3 separate regions of the Mus musculus genome follow, and all the other regions are linked to region 1. Evidence: chromatin contacts called from public Hi-C and promoter capture Hi-C data. All regions are on one chromosome and are shown on one strand. Each heading gives the region's core, a stretch centred on a gene start, on an enhancer-like site or on the middle of the called end of the contact. The rest is flanking DNA. Distances are from core to core; before and after follow the strand shown. Region 1 holds the start of Selenon (selenoprotein N). Region 2 has its middle 51 kb from the start of Runx3. Region 3 holds the start of Dhdds (dehydrodolichyl diphosphate synthase).

Region 1 (3,184 bases), core at 332-2,831:
CTGAGGCTGGGAAGGCCTCAGTGCTCACTGCCTGTGTGTGATCAGGAGCGATCTAAAGAAAGCCCTTCAGCTGGATCCTGAAGGGGAGGTGCTGGGTCCAGCCATCATTGGAGGCCACCATTTTTATGTGTGGCTAAAACCTGCTCAGTCATGTTCTGTTCTGGTATTATAAAGTGGATTCATGTGTGTGTGTGTGTGTGTGTATGTATGTATATGCATGTGAGTGTATATGTGTGTATGTATATATATATATGTGTGTATGTATATGTATGTATGTATGTATTGTATACATGTGTGTGTATGTATGTGAGTCTATGTGTGTGCATATTATGTGTGTATGTATGTGAGTCTATGTGTGTGCATATGTATGTGTGTATGTACGTGAGTCTATGTGGGTATGTGTATATGTGTGTATATGTGTATGTGTATATGTGTATATGTATATATGTGTGTATATGTGTGTGAGAGTATGTGTGTTGTGTATGTGTGTATATGTGTATGTGTGTATATATGTGTGGGTGAGTCTGTGTATATATTCATGTATGTATGTATGTATATGTGTGTATGTATGTGTGTACGTGTGTATATGTATGTGTATGAGTCTATGTGTGTATATGTGTGTATGTATATGTGAGTCTATGTGTGTATATGTATGTTTGTATGTATGAATGTATGTATGTATGTGTATATGTGTGTGTTTGAGTCTGTGTCCATATTCATGTATGTATGTATGTATGTGTATATGTGTGTGTTTGAGTCTATGTGCATATTCATGTATGTATGTATATATGTGTACGTGTGTGAGTCTATGTGTGTGTATGTATGTGTGTACTATGTGTGTGTGTATGCGTATTATGCCAATGTCAGGTCTCTTCCTCTATCACTCTCCAACTTATTTTTTGAGACAGGGTCTCTCACCTGTTTGGCTAGACTAACTGGCCAACAAGTCCCAAGGGTTTTTCTGCTCAACCTTCCTATTAAATAATGTGTGGGCACATCTGGCTTTTTAGCACGGGTGCTAGGGATCAGCTTCTGCAACAACCCGCTGTGTCCTCTCCCCAGTTCCCAGGAGTTCTTTTGAGTCCTAACCATATTTTAGATCATAATTTCAACAGCACTCTTTCACTATGGCACACACATTTTGCAGAACTAACTGAACTTTGGATGGAAGGGAGGGAGAAAGGGAAAGAGCCTGTGTGTGCAGGGATGAGGGTGATCATAGCCTGTGTGTGCAGGGATGAGGGTGATCATAGCCTGTGTGTGTGCGCAGGGATGAGGGTGATTATACTTGGAGGCTCAGAAGACAGGAGGAGCATCACAAGTTCAGGGTCAGCTTGGACAACACAGCGAGTTTCAGGCTTGCCTGAGCTACAGAGTGAAAGGATGTCTAAAAGAATTTATTTATTTATTTATTATTTTATTTATTTTGGAAGCGGCGAGGTAGAGGGCCTATGGACCGGCTGAGCAGGCGCTGTGCCCTCGGGACCTCCCTCTTTCCCCGGCAGTGATGGGCCGGCAGTCCACCCTGCTGACGCCCTCCCTCCCAGCTCCGCCCCGCCCCGCGCCGCCCGCCCCGCGCCGTGCGATCCCCTTCCCTGCAGCCGCCGGGATCCCCGGAGCCGCCGCCATGGGCCAGGCCAGGCCCGCAGCGCGCCGCCCGCACAGCCCGGACCCCGGCGCTCAGCCCGCGCCTCCACGCCGCCGCGCCCGCGCCCTGGCGCTGCTCGGAGCCCTGCTGGCGGCCGCCGCCGCTGTCGCCGCTGCCCGGGCCTGCGCGCTCCTCGCCGACGCCCAGGCGGCCGCGCGGCAGGTCGGAGGGGACAGGAGGGGGACAGTGGCTGCAGAAAGAGGCGCAGAGCAAAGCTCTACCCCGCACCAGGGAAGGGGGGAAGTGGGGAGGCCGGAGGGGACAATGGCCAGGACAGGGTAAAAAGTAGGACCGGGCCTTTGGGAGAGGAGGGAGGGAACTCGGAGTAGACAATGGATGAAGACGTGGAGTGAAGCTGGGACCAGACGCGACTGAAAAGGGGACAAGGAACTCTGGGACTGTTGGGAAGTGACATTTGAGCAAATGGGCTGGCAAGTGTGGAGGGGACTCTGGAAAAGAATGGCAGGAGCCACTGTAGCAGGAAGCAGCTCCCTGCTTCAGGGACTGGGATGGAGAGTTTGGGGCCCATGGTGATGCTTAGCTCAGCTCCTTCCTTCCCAGCAGGAATCGGCATTAAAGGTCCTGGGGACAGATGGCCTCTTTCTCTTTTCCTCGCTGGACACTGACCAGGATATGTACATCAGTCCGGAGGAATTCAAACCCATTGCGGAGAAACTGACAGGTACCAGAGAGGCTGGGCACTCAGGGAAACCTAAAAGGAATTGGGCCCGGGCCCCGAGCCCACACCCCCTCACCACTTTCGGGCTGGTGGGTACCTGAGTTGCCGTAGCACCCAATCCCATTTCAATGGTGACAGTAGCATTCCTCCGGCCACCTGCCAGGCCACATCCTCAAATTGAAGCCTTGAAAGAGGATGCAGCCTTTACACCTGTCCCACGCCTGGGGCCGTGGCTGCTGTCAGGCTAAGCTGTATTTGAAGCGATGAAGATGCAGGCAGATTGACCCTCTTGCCAGGCTAGAAGACGACAGAGCCAGGTTAGACCTGACCTGACTCACAGGGTTAAGGATTTCAGAGACTGTGTGTGCAATGGCCAATATGCAGACAGTCACAAACAGGAAGGAGTCACAGCTGCTGGCACTGCTCTAAAGCCTAGGTTGTATAATTCCTAGTCGCCAGCCAGTGCTGCCCAGGTGCGGATTTCCTTACGATAAATGGGAGGAGGATAATCGGAGTCTCGAATGAATGAATTATAAAGTGCTTGTCCCTCCCGTCCAGGCTGTGTGTCAGTGCACTTGTGAGCTCTGTGCTCATGTACGGTGTGCCTATGACAGAGGACAGCCTCGAGGGTCAGTGCCCAGGTGCCTTCCACTGTTTGTTTGAGGCAGAGTCTCTCCTTAGCCTGGAACTCTTCCACGGATGCCAGGCTGGTGGCCAGCAAGCGGCCAGTGATCCTTTTGCTCCCCTGTCCTGGTGCTGGGGTGACAGGTTTATCTCTGATCCTGCCTGGCTTTTTACATGGCCTCTAGGGGTCTGATCTCATGCTTGTGAGGCTAGTGCTTTATCAAGGGAGCCAT
Region 2 (3,184 bases), core at 326-2,825, 650 kb before region 1:
CACAGTGGATAAAGTGCTAACAAATGGATCTGGGTAGACATGGCAACCCTGGGGAGGTGAAGACTGAGGTCTCTGGGTAAGCTGGCTAGATGACACTAGCCCTCCATCGTTAAGCCCAGGGTTTAATTGACAGAGCCTACTTTTATGAACAAGATGGAGGACAATGGAGGCAGATCTATCAACCTTGGGACGTCACAGACACGCCTACAGCCTACATATGCCCACTCGTACAGATGAGAACACACACACCCCATGACCTCACACCACATCTGTATGCTAACAGAAAAATGTTTTGCCTCCTCTTTAAAAGTTAAAAAACAAACAAACAAACAAACAAACCAAACCAAACCAAACCTGCTCCCTATTCCTACAGATCCTTCTGGGACTCAGGGGTCCCTGCAGGAACCTCGAGGTCACCTGTTTTGCAGTTTTGATCGGGAAATGTGAATAACTGTAAACACAGACCATCCCAAGTTCCCAGCCCGGGATCAGTTTTGCCACTGCCACTGGCAGTTGGTTTTTGAAGGGAAAATCCAGCAGGGCTCTGCCGTCACATTTGAACTTGACATTCTACACCTGCTTTTCCTTATCTGATGTCAAGTAGAAATCAATCATGACAGCAGGAAGCTGGATTGTCTCCAGCGTCTGTGTGACAAGGATGGCCAAGGCCGGAGTTCCTTGCCAGAGAGGGACTGCAGGGGGTTAGTGCTGATCTGGTACAAACCCTCGAGGCTCAATGGGGGCAGGATGGGGGTGGGGTGGGTGGATGGGGGCCGTAGCTATGGGGCCACACCTGTATCTTTATCCTCTCCTGCCAGATTTTACGGGTCTCTCCAGCTCTGGGGTAGCACAATGCCACTCGCCAGGCGCCAGGCCACAGGCAATCCTTGACACCCAGTGTCCATTTCAGGTTAAAACACATCTGTATGGGGCAGCCTGATGCTTTCCCAGTATCAGTGTCGTGGCTAGATGTGACTAAACAGAGACATTGGGTTTTTCTGTCTTCCACAAGCATCGGGAATAGCAAGGGAGAGCAATGTAAATAGAGACAGGCAGGCAGTGCAAGCCAGGCTTGAGGCTGATTCACGAACGCGCCGCTACGGACACCCTCACAGACATTTACCCAACCAACCTCAACTGACCCATGAAGGAACTTTGCAGAGAGAAAAAGACAAAGGGTGAAGAAGAAAGAGTACCGCTGTTTTGTTTTATTTGTTTTGTTTTATTTTATTTTTATTGCTTAGGCGATGACGAAAGTCTTTCTGCTCACTGAGAATGTTTGGAAAGCACCGGAAGCAAGAGGCTTGGCAGCAGCCCCACCCCCACCCTCACCCCTACCCCCCACCCTGAGTTGCGACTGGCCCTCGGGGACAGCCTACTGCGGTGTGTCTCCAGCCTGTTGACTAGGGGTTTCTTTTCCTGTGAGGGCGGCAGGGCTTTATTCTCTGTCACTAGTCGACTATGTTGCAAGTATCTCCGCGTCATCTGGAACTCTAGATTTTGGTCAGATCCCCTCCCTGCTCGCCTGTCCCACGATGAGCAGGGCTCGGTTGTTTCCAGCTCTCATGGTGACACATTTAGTCACAGCCGGAGGGTGATGTCGTTGAGCACGCATCTGGGGCTGTACTCCGTGTATGGAGTGCAGAGGAAATATGCAGAAATGGGAAATGAAAGTGTGAGAGTATGTGGGGGGGGGGGCATTGGCTGGGGCGGGGAGTGTTCCACCAGCATAGCCTTAGGAAACAGATTAAGAAATGTGAACCACCTTTAATCCCAGCAGGCAGAGGCAGGCAGATCTCTGAGTGTGAGCACAGAGAAACAGTCTCAAAACAAACAAACAAACAAACAAACAAACAAACAACCCAAAACCCCCAATAAACAAACAGACAAAAATAAAAAAGAAAGACAGACAAAGAGAGGAAAAATGTGAACAAAATGGAGCTGTTTTAAGGCTTTTGATAGGTACTATGGGGGTGGGGTGGGGGTGGGGGTGGGGGTGTGTCTTGCTCCATTCCATTGCTCTCAGCTTCAATGGAAACCACGCTCCTGCGGCTGAGCAATGTCCACAGGCCCAGCCATTTTTTTTTTAACTTTCCATTGTTTCTTGGCTAGTATCTTATCCACTGGCATCTTGTTTTCGACTAACTTTCTTGTGTTCTTTCTAAGTTAATGACTTGAGAGAGTTTGTTTTTTTTTTTTTTTTAATTCTTATCAGTATTGCGTGTGCGAGCACACACTCCAGCACACGTGTGGCAGTCAGGAGACAACTTTTGGGAGTCTTTTCTTCTTCTTCTTCTTCTTCTTCTTCTTCTTCTTCTTCTTCTTCTTCTTCTTCTTCTTCTTCTTCTTCTATAAGTTCCAGTGACCAAACTGGAGTCTTCAGGCTTTGACAAGTGTGACAAGTAGCTTGATGTATGTCACCAGCCCTGGTTCTAGTGTTCTCTTTGTGGTATGTGTTTTTCTTTAGTTTTGCTTGTTTTAATTCTCTCTCTCTCTCTCTCTCTCTCTCTCTCTCTCTCTCTCTCTGTGTGTGTGTGCGCACATGCATGTGTGTTGCTGTGGATCAAACGTGGGGTCTCACATATGCTAGACAGGCCCCGTCTTCTGAAGCTGCATCCCCAAACTTGTGGAGCGTTTTTATTTTTGCAGTGCAGTTCTGTGGTTTCTTCCACAGATTTGAAGCTTCGAGAACCCTCTACCTGTTTGGGTCAGGAGGACCAGAAGTGCTTAGGTGAGGAAACTGAGGGACTTGCCTTGCAGGTGCACGGTGGACTCGACTGGTACTTGGGACACCACCGGGGACAGCTCTTCAGCCCAGTCTGTGGCATCGCAGTAGAGAGAGGCTACTGAGGACTGTGGGCAAGGCGACCATAATCATGGAGGGGCTGCCAGTCAGTCAGTGTTCTTGCTATGACAGCTGACGGCTGCGGCGCTGGACTCCCAGCAGAAGCCACGTGGCACAGCTGCGGCGCGCTGGACTCCCAGCAGAAGCCACGTGGCACCGACTGTGGGGAGCGGAGGTTTTGGCTCCAGGCCAGTTAATCATCCTCTCCACTGTAGCACAGCTTGCGGGATTCCAGGTTGATGCTCTGCAGGGCTCCTGACCCAAGGGCACCAGGAAGAATCCCCAGGTCCACAGTCCCCTATTCTCCCTCTACAACTGTGCGCTGCCGGTCAGGCCGCC
Region 3 (3,184 bases), core at 246-2,745, 550 kb after region 1:
TTGTGTGTGTGTGTGTGTGTGTGTGTGTGTGTGTGTGTGTGTGTGTGTGTGTGTGTGTGAAAGCAGAACAACTTCTTCCCTGTATCATTAAATACATCAAGAGGCAAGACAATGGATGATGATGATAATACTTTTGAGGAGGCAAGTTTCCCGAAGCCCAGTCCAGGCCCAAGTTTGTTCTGTTAGGTATCTAAAAGTCCTTCAGACTAGCTATACAGCTAATGCTTTTGAGTTCTTGCTTGACCCCCAAAGCTCTCCACAAGTGGCTTATGGTGTTTTGTTGTATGTTTAAGATTGTTTCTATTTTTGTTTAGTTTTGAGGTTGAGTTTTCCTGTGTAGGCCACGCTAGCCTCAAACGCCCTAGGTGACCTAAACTGCTGATTGCCCTGCATTCGCTGCCACCATGCTTTTTTATACTGGGCTGGAAACTGAACCCAGGGCTTCTAGCCTGCTAGGCAAGAACTCTACCACTAGGGCTCTATTCCCAAATGCTACGGATTGTGGTTTTGGAAGTCCTAAGAGTAAAGCTCTTTCTGACTTGTCCTCCTAAGTTCATTAACGTGGGTCTTCGGAATCTGCAAATTATAAAGTTGCTTTGCATCGCTCCCCAAAAGTGACCAGCGCAAGAAACCCTTCTGATGCGTTAGCAGCATTAAAAGGCGACAAGTAAAAAAACACGTCAGAATTTTTTGAGGAGACAGTATCCCCTAGATCAGGGTGACTAAATTTACTACGTAGCAGAAAAGACATTAACTAATTCAAATGGCCTCAGCCTTGAGTGCTGAGTTCAGTGACGACGTGCCATCAGTTTCGGCTAAAAGAACACTTTTAAGACAATTTTGTTTTTTTAAAGATTAATTTTATGTATGTGAGTACACTGTCGCTGTCTTAAGACACATCGGAAGAGGGCATCAGATCCCATTACAGATGGTTGTGAGCCACCATGTAGTTGCTGGGAATTGAACTCAGGACCTCTGGAAGAGCAGTCGGTACTCTTAAACTCTGAGCCACCTCTCCAGCCCAAGACAAATTTTTAAATAAACGCAGTTCACTTCCATGGTTTACGTCCATATCCCCAGCAGTTGGGGAGACTGAGGTAGGAGGACTGTCAAAATACGACATTACCGTGTCTCCCATAATATAAGCACTGCGATCATCCATAGAGAAACTCAATTTTGAGGTGGAGCAACCGCATCCTCTCTCCCTAACAAACTGCCACAACACCTGAGACCACGCAAATGCGTGGGCCGAACACATCTCGATCCCTCAGGCTCAACTCGCCTAACGTGCAGGGCTTGCAATAGGAGACCCAAGAGGTAGGAGTATCGGCTCACGTGACCTCGGCCTCCCAGGCGCTGTTTCCACGCCCCGCGAGAGCGGCCACCAATAGCCAACTCGCAAGAACTCGCACCGCTCCGCCCCCGAGTACGCAGGGGCGGCCCCGCCCACCACGGACGGAGGAGGCGGAGCCAATCACGTAGAGGTGACGTGTTCTTTCAGCGCCAAGTCGTAAGTCGCCCGGGAGTGGTGGAAAAGCGCCTTCTCCTGCGTCCTAGGTGGGGAGTAAACACAGAGACCCAGAGGAGGGGAAGCTGGATGTGGAGTTAGCTGCGGGAAACACTAAAGTCCAGCCGGGAGAGTGACCATTGAGGTAACAGATGCGGCATCCAAGGAGGGTAGTGATTGGTTAGCTTAGAGTGAGCAATGGTTTGCGGGGCAATAGAGAAGGAAGTTGTGGGGATTGACCAAGCAAGATGTAGGTACCATGATGTGGCAGGATATTTGGAAGAAATCAGTGCACGTAAGGATAAGAAAGTGGGAACTACCTTGCTCCAAAGGTCTCCCGTTGGCTTGTAGAGGCCTGAGCGGATTAGAACAGTCTCTGGATTCAGACGCGTGTTGCCTGCCACAGTCCAGCAGAGTCTCTTTAGTCAGTTTTATTGCAAGCAAGGATGACTTCTCTCTCTTTTCATTTATTCAAGGTTATCTGGCTGTTTTTTGTTGTTGTTGTTGTTCTTGTGTGATTTCTGACATAGCAAGAACTATGTCATGGATCAAAGAAGGAGAGCTGTCACTGTGGGAACGGTTCTGTGCTAACATCATAAAGGTGAGCAGTACCCCGGGGGAAAAGTTGACCTTTTGGATAGTTGAGTAGTTCATTATTAAATTGTAGCAATCCCAATGAAGTAGAATTTAGTAAAGAGAGAATCTTGAAATTATAATGTAGTTTGAAGGGCTGCATTTCTAGTATTTATTGTACTGTGTGACTTTTTTTTTTTTTTAAGGCCAATCAGGGTCTCTTAATATCATTAGATCACATAGACTGTTAGATTTTCCTTCTGGAAAACTGAATTGTGCCGTTGAGAGTGTCAAAAGAGCTCACTGGTCAGGTGCTTTCTTGGTATTCACAAGACTCTGAGTTTGAAAAAGGAAGAGAGACTGTGACTCTGAATGGGAGGGAACAGAAATTTGTCTCACTAGAGTTGTAGTTCTCAACCTGTGGGTCCCAACCCCTTCAGAGGTTGAACAACCCTTTCACAGGGTCGGATATCAGGTATCTGACATTACGATTTCCGATAGTACCAGAATGGCAGTTATAAAGTAGCAGTGCAAATACTCTCATGGTTGAAGTCAGCACCTGAGGCGCTATATCCCAGGCTCACAGCATAAGGACAGCTGAGAACCACTGCCCCAGCGTTTCCATCGGTTTCTCCTTGCAGTGTCTTCTGAGTTAATGGTTCTTTGATGGTTAAAACTTTAACCATCTGCTCTAGAGACAGACATCCGTGAGGAAAACTGTTATTTACCAACCATGTGGCTTAACAAACTTGTCTTTTTTGAGGATTAAAAAAAAGAAATACACAAAGAACGTGGCACAATATCTAGTGCCAGTCCGTTATTTATCTTAGTATGGTGATATATAGTGTACATTTAGAGTACAGAGAACAGCTTTCAGGATCGGGCTTTGGGACAAGTACCTTTACCAGCTCAACCATCAAAGGCCCCCATCAGGAGTCACAGCCATGTCATATTCTGTGCCTGAGAGAGGTTTGGATGCAAGCCAGTCAGCCTGGCTTTAGTTTTTAGATACAGACTGTCGAGCAGTGTTTTAACAGTGAATTTGCGTCAGTAAGCCTTGTATTTCCACATACCTACAAATGTCAAATAATCACAGGGAGTCCA

What was found. Promoter capture Hi-C pulls out the DNA fragments that hold promoters and counts their contacts. Hi-C and Micro-C count contacts between places; a contact is called where the count stands out from the background.
Region 2: a Hi-C map of pro-B cells shows a contact between it and region 1, with 6 times the contacts expected there. The contact joins the enhancer-like site here to the promoter of Selenon in region 1. A contact is called at or near these places in 4 of 484 Hi-C or Micro-C datasets (cortical neurons, embryonic stem cells and pro-B cells) and 2 of 115 datasets of contacts at active chromatin or transcription factors (large pre-B cells and microglia).
Region 3: a contact with region 1 is called in a promoter capture Hi-C map of liver. The contact joins the promoter of Dhdds here to the promoter of Selenon in region 1. A contact is called at or near these places in 2 of 39 promoter capture datasets (both in liver).

Annotation. Positions count from the first base shown.
Region 1 is chr4:134,550,563-134,553,746 of GRCm38.p6, reverse strand. Selenon (selenoprotein N) reads left to right here and starts at 1,581. Exons shown (of 12, transcript NM_029100.2): 1 at 1,581-1,810; 2 at 2,213-2,330. The coding sequence starts at 1,628.
Region 2 is chr4:135,201,787-135,204,970 of GRCm38.p6, reverse strand. No RefSeq gene overlaps it. Among named protein-coding and RNA genes, the nearest start is that of Runx3, 51 kb to the right of the region's middle. Within about 2 kb of position 1,575, at least 161 of the 459 cell types and tissues checked have an H3K27ac peak or open chromatin away from gene starts, as enhancers often do. A contact at or near this core is called in microglia and pro-B cells, where this site is marked.
Region 3 is chr4:133,999,193-134,002,376 of GRCm38.p6, reverse strand. Dhdds (dehydrodolichyl diphosphate synthase) reads left to right here and starts at 1,495. Exons shown (of 9, transcript NM_001362959.1): 1 at 1,495-1,652; 2 at 1,984-2,108. The coding sequence starts at 2,046.